Regions from separate parts of the Hordeum vulgare genome. Here region 2 is linked to region 1. Evidence: chromatin contacts called from public Hi-C data. All regions are on one chromosome and are shown on one strand. Each heading gives the region's core, a stretch centred on a gene start, on an enhancer-like site or on the middle of the called end of the contact. The rest is flanking DNA. Distances are from core to core; before and after follow the strand shown. Region 1 holds the start of LOC123412260 (probable L-type lectin-domain containing receptor kinase S.5). Region 2 holds the start of LOC123411864 (pentatricopeptide repeat-containing protein At3g22470, mitochondrial-like).

Evidence for each region. A called contact is a pair of places that touch in the nucleus more often than the background predicts.
Region 2: a Hi-C map of seedling shows a contact between it and region 1, with 5 times the contacts expected there. The contact joins the promoter of LOC123411864 here to the promoter of LOC123412260 in region 1. A contact is called at or near these places in 4 of 6 Hi-C or Micro-C datasets (leaf, seedling and an unstated tissue) and 1 of 1 datasets of contacts at active chromatin or transcription factors (embryo).

Annotation. Positions count from the first base shown.
Region 1 is chr7H:183,647,939-183,653,326 of MorexV3_pseudomolecules_assembly, reverse strand. LOC123412260 (probable L-type lectin-domain containing receptor kinase S.5) reads right to left here and starts at 3,291. Exons shown (of 2, transcript XM_045105208.1): 1 at 1,377-3,291; 2 at 1-689. The coding sequence starts at 2,718.
Region 2 is chr7H:183,902,454-183,907,841 of MorexV3_pseudomolecules_assembly, reverse strand. It overlaps LOC123411864 (pentatricopeptide repeat-containing protein At3g22470, mitochondrial-like), which reads right to left and starts at 2,922. Exons shown (of 2, transcript XM_045104822.1): 1 at 49-2,922. The coding sequence starts at 2,869. The coding sequence ends at 341.

The DNA of each region.
Region 1 (5,388 bases), core at 2,042-4,541:
TGGCTTGAACGGCGGCACCGCGGGCGTGGGCATGGAGCGCAGCAGGATCTGCGAGATGGCCTGCGCCTTGGGCCGCTCGGCGGGCGTTGGGTGGCTGCATGCCAGGCCCAGCATGAGCAGGCGCTCGGCGTCGTCCTCGTCGAAGGCGCCGTCGAGGCCGGGGTCGACGGCCTCGAGCGCGCGGCCATCGCGGTGGAGGCGCCACACCCAGTCGACGAGGAAGTGGAAGCCGTCGATGTCGCAGCGCGGGCGGCGGCCGCAGACCACCTCGAGGATGACGGCGCCGAAGGCGTAGACGTCGGACTCGCGTGTGGCCTTCTCGGTGTGGAAGCACTCCGGGGCTATGTAGCCGACGGTGCCGTGCACGCCGCCGCCGGCCTCCTCCATGTAGGAGGTCTTGTCCGTCTCGATGGCGCGGGCCAGGCCGAAGTCGCCGAGGCGCGCGGTGAAGGCGGCGTCGAGCATGATGTTGGAGGCCTTAAGGTCGCGGTGCACCACGCGCTGGTCGAACTGGTCGTGCAGGTAGTGCAGCGCTGACGCCACGCCCTGCACGATGCTGTACCGGAGCTCCCACCCGAGCTGCTGCCCTGGCCGAGACCCCGGCGCCGAGCTGAACAGGTGCTGGTCCAGGCTGCCGTTCGACATATACTCGTACACCAGCAGCAGCTCGCCGTTGTCGTGGCTCCACCCTGCACCCTCCATCCAGCCATGTTAATTACAGGAGTACTCTGCATCTCGCACTCGCTAATTTTTTTGTTCTACAACAGTAAGAATCTTGGACAAAATGTTTAGATCATCATATTCTTGTAAGAAAAATGTGGGCTTATGTCTAATCTAACATGTACGTACATGCACAAAGTTTGGATTACAGCATACTCCAAACTTTGTACATGTACAGAGTATGAACATAAAATGTCAGAAATGTGGCCTTACCCAAGGAATAGATAGATTTTTTTTTCTTTTTATATGAACCGAATAGATAGATCATGATGGGCGTTGCTTGCAATGAGGTGTATCTATGAAACCATCCTGTGTGATAATTGATCAAGATGTTCTTTTATTTAAAAAAGGGACAAGGTGACATTGTTAATTAAGCAGAATACAGACTGGGAAAGCTTGGTTGGTCTATTAAGTTTGACGGCACGAACGCATTCAAGCTGTAAAGTTCAACTAAAGTGAAGGGTCAAAGCATTTGTTGCGCAAGTGTGCACATGCATCAACCTTAGGAAACCGAGCAAATTGGGTTCAAATTGGCCTTTGTTAATGGCGACAGCCCATGTGCAAGAATCACGTGTCGGAAAAACCACAAGCGAATAAAGAAATGAACAAGTTGCTCGGCGGCGGCGGCGGCCGGAGGGTGGGGTGGCAGGGCTTACCGACGAGGCGGACGAGGTGCTTGTGGCGGAGGCGGTTGATGATGCTGAGCTCGGCGAGGAAGTCGTTCTGCCCCTGCGTGCTCGCCCGCGAGAACTTCTTGACCGCCACCTCCACCGTGGTCCCCGCGGCGGTCGGGTTGCTGTGGTCGTCGGTCACCGTGCCGCGGTACACCACCCCGTACCCGCCCTGCCCCAGCTTCATCCTCTCGTCGAAGTTGTTGGTCGCCTTCCGCAGCTCCCGGTACTCGAACTCACGCGGCCCGCCGGCGAGGCTCCGGATCATGTTCCCGGTGATGGCGCTGCCCTTGTCGCGCCGCACCTTCCGCCGCTTCACCACGCACATGTAGTACCCCAATGCGGCGGCGGCGCCCAGCGCGAGCGCCGCCACGGGCAACCCGACGGCGAGTCCCAGGATCAGGCCCTTGGTTTTGCCGGGCTCGTCCAGCTTCTCCACCGTCATGTTCCACGCCAGGACGCAGTTGAGCTGGTACTTGCGGCCCGTGGACGCGGCGAACCCGAAGTAGGACTTCTCGGCCACGGTGGCCCCGAGGTCCAGCGGCGCGGCGAGCACCGGAGACGCGGGCTTGGCGGCGTCGACGTCGGCCATGTACACCGTGATGCGGCGGGCGTCGCCGTCGTAGTCGATCCAGACGTTGTACTTGGCGGTCTTGGCCGGCGAGATCTCGATGCCGCGGGGCGTGAGCGAGGCGTTGGCGACGGAGACGACGCTGTTCACGTTGAGGCCGATGTGGTTGTCGTCAGGGTCGTATGGCTGCTTCTCGGTGTCGAGCTCGATGGCGACGACCTGGTTCGTGGCGTTGCCGTCGGTCGTCGCGTTGGTGAGGCCGAGGAAGCCGCCGTAGCTCGCGGCGGGCGGCTCGCCCGCGGACGGCGCGATAAGGAACGCGAACCCCTCCGCCGGCTCCGCGCCCGACACGCGGAAGACGTTGACGGTGAAGACGGTGCGGAAGGACGCGACCTTCAACTTGCCGCCGGCGCCGGCATTGCCCTTGCCCTTGCCGCCCTTATCGCGGCGCCAGAGCCTGACTGGTGCGGAGTAGAGGACGCGGCCGGACTTATTGGTGAGGAAGTGGGCGGGCTCGTTGAGAGTGTCCGGCGTGATCTGGAGCGCGCCCTTGGTTATGTCGGCATCGCCGACCACCGTCAGGTTTTTGCCACGGTAGTCGGGATGGAAGTTGGAGAAGCTGAACCGGGTGACGCTCCCCGCATCCAGACCATCCAGCGAGCCATCGGCAGTGGCGTTCGTGGCGAGCGCGGTGGTGGAGCCTGAGCTAGAAGAGGCCAAGACGAGGAGGGACAGTACGAGTAAATGCACGGCCATTAATGGCGAACCAGGAGGACCGTGCGGGGAGGTTCGGTTCAACTGGACGCCGTGCACGGTGCACCTGCCCAAGCCGCGTGCTTATTTCTATCGGTTTTCCTGCTCTGGGAGATTAGATTCTGCCGCCGCCGGTGTAGATGTAAGAAAGGCAAAAGTCACAGGGAGAAAGGGGAAAAAAGGGTTCTTGCGGTTGCACAGGCACGTTCACACCGGTGTCTCCTTGCGGAGAAGCAGACAGGAAGGCGCTGGCCTCCTTACCTTATCTCCCGCCCGAGGTCGCTTTTCCCGTAATCTTTCTGAGAGGCTGTGATCGGGGTGATAGCAATGCTGATTTTTGCTGTTTCTTGCAGCCTGCAGGTGATGTGGCAAGTTGGAAGTTCTTGACAACTACCCTTTTCTATGAGATAGGATGAGTTTTTACAAGATAGACTTCGTATGCTGTGAGCTCGAAATTTAGCGCCATGCTGACTCGGAATTTCGGATAAAATGTTGAGTTTAGCTCATAAGATGGTGGTTTTTCTTTTGTAACTTGGTGGTTTTTCTTTGGCACTTTGGACTGCAGTGCTACTACTGGTGCTCGTGTATTGCTTGACGGAACAAACTTAAGCACTCTTCGGCATCAAACCCTCTCATTGGTTGTGAAGAACGAGATTGTGCTTTGACCGGAGGAATGAAGGAATACTACTACTAGTACTTCCTTCGTCCACACCCATAAGTTATTTAAAAAAAATCAAATAATTTTAAAATACTTATATACGGCGTACTGATTTTCATCTTGTTTTGTTTTTTTATGTGAATAAAGAAATCAATTAACAAAAATCGTGATGCGTGTATGATTTTCATGACTTTTTTGAATAGAGTATAAACGCAAGCGTTCATATACACACGCATATACTCATCTATATAAACGCACATACGCATACCCTATCCCTAAAAGCTTATCGTCGAAAAATCCTGAAATAGATTCAAAAATAATGCAAATACCGGGACTTAAAACCTGATGGGCTGAAGATACCATTGTCCATATAATCATCCAACCACAGGTTGGTTTGCATATGTTTTTAATGATTTAAGATATCTAGAATGACATACAATGATCAGTGCATTACATGCAATGATATTAATTAGCAAATAAATATTATTTTCTTTCATTTTTCTCTTCACCATAATTGTACGGAGGAAGTAGTATACAGCTTAGCCGGAATAAATTTGACAATTCTTCGTCGTCGAGCACTCTTCTTAGTACTCCTTTCATCCAGAATTACTTATCGTATGAATGAATAAAATAAGTTGTATAAAAGTAAAATACTATATTAGATTTTTTTTTATGACAATTATATTTGGACGAAGAGAGTATTAGTTATGAACAACGAGATTTATGCTCCTCTACCAAAGGAACAAAGGTGGGTATAGGTGGATGTCGATTACCCGGCCGTCTTCACCAACCTTTAATGGTACTAACTCACCTCTCATCATTGTTTGTTTGTTTCTTTGTTCTTTGAGACTTTGACAGCAAGCTTATCATTGTTTGTTGCTGTACGTGACACCGAACAAGAAGGAGACGGCAGGCAGAAGGTGTTCACGGGCGGGCGGCTGGCCAACGGGGGACGATCCACCGGTCAACAGTTGACTGCATGTCCCGGTCGAGGGTTGTGACGCACTGACATAACGCATGGCAGCAAATGTAACAAATGTTGTCCGGCAACGATGAGCAAGATGGTCTCCACGAGTTCGGATTGGAGTAGAAATTCCGAGGAAACCTAACTGGAACTGGAATAGGGAAGTTGATTGTAGGATTTCTATTCCTCACTCTCGTATAGGTGAACTTGGTTCGTTCAATGAAAAGGGATAAAAAGGATCCGCTGGGAATGAATGGGAAGACAAGGATTCGGTTAAAGAAATTACAGTTCAAGCATTGTAGTCCAGGATTTTCTTTCCAGGGATCTGATGTTATCCTATCAACCGCAGCATCAGTAGCCTGCACATGCACAGCCAGCCATGTCTCCGTACCAACTTTGAGTTGTTCAGGACTTCAGGGCATTGCACTTTTCTTTTCCTATTCCCTCCAAAAGATCGCTACATGGCTCGACTTTGCAGTGTGAAGTCATGGACTAGTACGCGAAACCGCGAGAATAATTGGGCCCAAAAGAGATGCGAGCTGGAAGCGTCATGACGACCACTTTGGCAGACATGATAAGAGCATGCAGGTTCTACGATCAGGTGCAACCATCATGCGCCATCACACCAACTCCAACGCGTCCGTTTTTCGTTCGTTTAAGGATGACAATAAAATTGTATCCGTCCAAATTTATGAATGTGGCAGTCAAGAGCCCAACGGGCGGTACCATTTCGGTCGCATCTCATTTACGCATGCGAAAAAAACCCGTAGCTAGACCATGCAAACGACCGCATTCAAGCTAGATCATGCCGGCCGGCAATAAAATCAGCGGCCTACAAATTGATCACCTCGAGTTTGACGTCGGCAATAAAGCCAGCGGCCTGCACATTAGTCAGCCTTTAAAATGGACAAGTTTTCCATGCCGACAACAAAGCCATTGACGGCACACCAGCAAGCCTTCAAAAAGAACCGTCATCGCGGCCATCGCGACCGAGATCTCACCTAGTTCAGGCCGTCGCGGGTGAACATCTCCTTCTGGCGGTTCGTGAACC
Region 2 (5,388 bases), core at 1,673-4,172, 250 kb before region 1:
GGAGAAGGGGTGTAGATGGAGATGGGAGACATAGGAGGAGACCGAGACCTTGGACACAATGTGCTGGGCATAGGCAAGGTCGGAGTCGAAGTGCTTGCAGCAGTAGATGGTGCCCTTTGGCGACAGGACCCCATCGACCACACACCCTGACCGATTAGTCCCGTCGTCTTCTTCCTCCTCCTCTCGTTTGTCTGGCCAGCTAATTGATGTCTGCTTGCTTGCCTCCTCCAGGCTGGCGACCATTGTGTCATCTCAATGCCGACGTCCCTCATTGACACCAAAAACTTTGATCGTGTGGCTCATGTTGTCAAGTAGCTCATGTGATTATGAACTTTGGTTATTACCCAGTGTCTAAAACTTCGATTGTATCGCTGCCAGCAGGATCAATAACTGGCACATGTCTAAACTTTGGGGATCTATTATTGCTCATAGTGTTGTACGTTATGAGCATTAAGAACTCGAGAAACATACACTTGTCAATATCAGCAACTCTACCCTGGAGGTCATCCTCCATCTCCTTGGAAGCCCAGTCAAGTATATTCATTGTTGTGTCATCAAAAGCAACAGAACCTTCTCTGAGCTTCTCCGCCCACACAAGGGCTCGCCTTCCAAGGCCTTGCTTACAGAAATGAGAAAAGAAAACATTAAGTGTGATGGTGTTGGGTTGAAAAGCCATCTTAATCAGTTTACCGGTGAGAATCATAGCTCGATCAAGGACATCACTGCAAATGCCATCCATCAGTGTGTTGTATGTAACTGAATTAGGTGTGAAACCAATAGCAACAAGTTCATCCAGCATTCTCGCTGCTCGATTCATCGAATGGTTGTTGCAGAGGCTATGAATCCAAATATTATATGTGAAAATATCTGGATCACAGCCATCTGCAAGCATCTTGTTCATGAAAATCATGGCACCATTCATATCCTTGGCCCGGCAATATGCATTAATAATTGTATTGTACGTCACTACATCAGGAGTTAAGCCACTACTGAGCATGTCCAAGAAACGGTTATTCACGATATCCAACCTTCCTTCTCTGCAAAAACCATCAATCAAAATGTTGCTTGTGAAAACATCAGGAACAAGACCACTCTGCCTCATCTTCTGCTCTAGTTTCAGTGCTTCGGTCACATGGCCAACCCTACAAAACGCAGATATCAGAGAGTTGTAAGTAATATTGTTCGGAACAAGACCTCTTCTTTCCATCTCCACAAATGCCCGATAAGCCTCATTTACATGATCAAATCTGCAAAGGCCACTGATATATGCTGAGAAAGCGATAAAATCAGGCTGCACACCAACTTTCAACATATCATCCCAGCATTTCAAGGCACCTTCTACATTACCAGACCTGAAGCATGAATCCATGTAAACTGTAAATGAGGTACCAACAGAATATCCCTTACTAATCATATGTTCTAGCAAAAGCTGTGCATCATCTAGTCTTCCTTGATTGCATAGACCCAGTATCAAGTAATTGAAAGTGGAGGATAAGGGTGCAAGGCCTATCTCTTTCATGAGTTTATATAACTCGAGAGCTTCTTCTTCAAATCCCTCCTTGCTATATGCAGCAATCAAAGCATTAAATCCTGCAACACTCACTGGAGCACCCTGCTCGATTGCACAACACACAAGCTGCCGGGCATCATCCAATCGTCCATCCCAACAAAGCCGACAGATCATCATATCTATATTGTCTGCTGATACCTGTGAACCAAACATTTCATACAGCTCCTGCTGCTCATGTGCCAAGTGCACGGCCTTCCCAAACTTGTATGCTCCAGCAGAAAGAATGTTGAAAGTGCAGCAATCTGGCAGCAATCCCCTCTCCTTCATCTCTCTGTAGGCGGCATCAGCCTCGTCCATCTGCCCGGTCTTTGCATACCCATCGATTAAAACATTGAAGGTGATTGTATTTGCTTCGACCCCCACCGCCACCATCTCATCGAACAGCCTCCTTGCCTCCACCATATTCCCAACACGACACCATACATTCACCAAAATGTTATACGTCACAACAGTAGGCTCGCACCCTGACTTGTGCATTTTTTCAAACAGCTCAAAAGCATTCCCTGCCTGCCCAAATACACAATGTCCCTTGATGAGGATGTTATAGCTGCACGCGTCAGGGATAACATGGAACCTCCACATGACACCAAGCAATCCCGCAGCTACAGGGACTAGTCCCCTGTGGCATAACCCTAGGATCATGGCGTTGAAGATGGCGACGCTCGGCCGTGGCCCCATCGCGGTCATTTCCACGAACACCTTCCACGCGGCCTGGACATTGCCCTCGCGGAACAGCAGGCGCAGCAGCGTCGCGATCGCCGAGAGGCTGGGCGTTTTCCGGGCGCTGCGGATGCGTGCGAGGACGACGAGCGCCTCAGCCGGCATGCCGGCGGCCAGAAAGGCGTGGAGCGCGAGGCGGAGGGCGGCGTATGGAGCGCCGCCTGGGGAGGCGCACCAGGCGAGGAGATGCGGCGAGGCGGCCGGTAGGAGGGCGGCGAGGAGGAGGGATGCGAAGGGGCGCAGTGCCGGGGACAAGAAGGCGAGGCGGGAGGCGGCGGCGAAGCGGGCATGGAGCGGGGGGGTCTGGGAGGTGAGGGTGCGGAGAGCCAGGTGGCATTGCAGGGAGGACTTGAGGATGCGCGCGAGGTCGAGGAAGGAGTCGCGGCGGAGGGAGGTTGGGAGGGAGAGGTGCCGGGGAGAGCCGGAGGGAAGGAACTGCGCCGCGGGGTCGTAGAAGGAGCAGAGATGGGAGGAAAAGGTGCTGCTGGTGGTCGTGGTGGAGAGTTGGTGGTAGGAGGATAAGGAGAAGAAGGAATGCCGTCGCCGGGATGGTTTCGCCGCCGCGACGAGGTGGCGCATCGGGCGCCGGCGGCGGAGGAGAGTGTGAGAGGGAAAACTGAGGGCAGGCGGCAATGGCTTCCGCGCACTTGAGGTATACTGGTTGACTATGAATATGATGCCAACTCACTCACTGTGTACCATTGGATTCAAGATGGAGCGAGCAGATCGAAGCGAGTGGCCTTGCCGTGCGTCGCTTCAAGGCTTTTGTTGTTTCCAAACAAAATGCAATTTTGTTTTGGTGTAGGTTGGCACATCATGGCTTTCCTAGAAACATAGAGCACGACATAACTTCAAAACTAAATGTTACAATCTGAACTACCAAAATGTCTTACATTTATAAATAGATAGTGTGCAAGATATGTGTCTACAATGGCAAAATTTTGTGTTTTGACCCTTTTGGCTATGTTTAGCCGAATCTGATCTTGGATGGAAAAAAAATCGTGATTTGACCCTTTTTTTTACCGTCATGGAGCTTGGCGGTAGGGTTAGACAGCCTACCACGAGAGTTGTCGGCGGTAGCTGACTAATCCTTGTCAGCAGCCAACTCACGGTTGTCGTGAGCTCCGCTCACCCTTATAGCTACAGGGTTCGGTGGTAAGCTGTGAAATCCTACCGTCGCAGGGTATGCCGATAGGATCTGGACACTTATAAGGCCAGGGCACCGGTTCGCCCTCCTCATCTCCTCCCCACCCCGCCGCAAGAATGGCAGTTCTTACCCTCTCTCATTCCCTTCACTCTCCCTCTCTGATCTCTTTCATTCCTTCACCATTTTTTGCGAATCGAGATGGCCCCGAAACGAGAAAAGTAAGCTTCTCCGATCCCTCCAATTAGTTTTAGTAAAATAGCATCCAATTTGATGCATTATTTGCTTCAAATCCACCCTATTTTTTTAACTTGTTTAAACAAAATCCTAGGTTTGTTTTAGCTTTATTCTAGATGTTCTATGAGGTTGAATATGAAGTTGTAGTTACCTGTTGGAGAGATTGTATGTATTTTCATGATGAACTACATGATGAACCCTAGTTCATGTAAAAAAAATGTTGATATGATGCATATTGAAGGAATGAACTTCTAGGTTTGTTTTGATGTGATGCATGTTTGTGATATGAATCAACCATATGCACATAGTGGATGTTGGAGAATTATTGCTTAAGTTATTTAATATATTTTTGGCAAATTAAAGAAATGAATGAATAATGTTAAAAAGTCTTATGCAAAATGAATGAATGAATCATACTTATGAATCATGTTTACAAGTGTCAGTCGATCACGGATTGGGGAGAGAAGCATGACAAATATGTGTGGGAATGGAACGAGTGGAAAACTCGCAAATATGTGGAGAGGAAAGTGCTTGACTGGGAGGACTACGAGGATCACATGCGATGGTACGACAATGGCTTGAAGCATTGTCTGTGCCTAGGGCCTAGTTGAGGACAACAGATGTCGAATCGCTATATGATGACGACTCCGAGAATGAAGCCTACCATGACAGCATTAGGGAGTTAGAAGGCGGATTTAGGGAGTATGCACCCGTCATGAAGAGAGCGGTAAGTTGTGTTCATTTGTTTCAAACCGGCGGTTGGATGGAATCTACTTTAGTGGGTGTGACTCATTTATTCTTTTTAAATCTACTTTTGCAGGCTTCGAAGCTGAACAAAAGCATTTTTGATGGCTCGGGTGCGCTAAGTTCTATCCCCCATACCTAAGATTCTTATAACAAGTTGAGGGGAACGATAAAGGTAACATCGAGCCTCGTAGACTTACTTTATTTCTTATTATTATGTTCATTCTTATGTTCTTGTTTATTTGTTCTTTTTCATTTGTAATCATAAACTTGATCCATATTGTGTTCTTGTTTCATTCTTATTGCAGAAGTTTGTGAAGCATTATCGCAAGTTGGTGGGCCTGCTTGGGTGTGCTACCTCTATTTATACTCATGCTCGTGTAGACCCGATGCGTACCCTCGCTTCATTGAGCCATGTAGCCTCGTCGTCTAGGTTGGTTGAGGAGGACGGGGAGGAGGACGACGAGGAAGAAGATGAAGAGGAAGAAGATGATGAGGAGCGTGCAGAAGAAATACATGAGGAAGAAGAGGAACAAAGTGATGAGGAGAAGAAGTATGACGATAATGACGGACCTACACAACTTAGACAACCCAGGACAAGAAGAGGGGGAAGCAGCCGAAGAAGGATTGTGCAAGTCCATCCCCATTTCAGAAACTGCGTCCTCGCCCCCGCAAGAAGAAGGCTAATAAGACTCGTTCAAAAAAACAACGGGGACCGTACCTCCAAGAGGGGAAGGAGCAAGTGAAGTTGCTACCTTTGAACGACCCTCTTAGTGAAAATATGTATGTTAGCTCCACGAAACTATTTGGTATTGATACGTCTCAAACATATCTACTTTTCCAAACACTTTTACTATTGTTTTGGACTCTAATTTTGCATGGTTTGAATGAAACTAACCAGGAGTGATGTTGTTCTCAACAGAACTGCCATGGTGTTATTTGTGTGTAGAAAATAAAAGTTGTCGGGATTGGA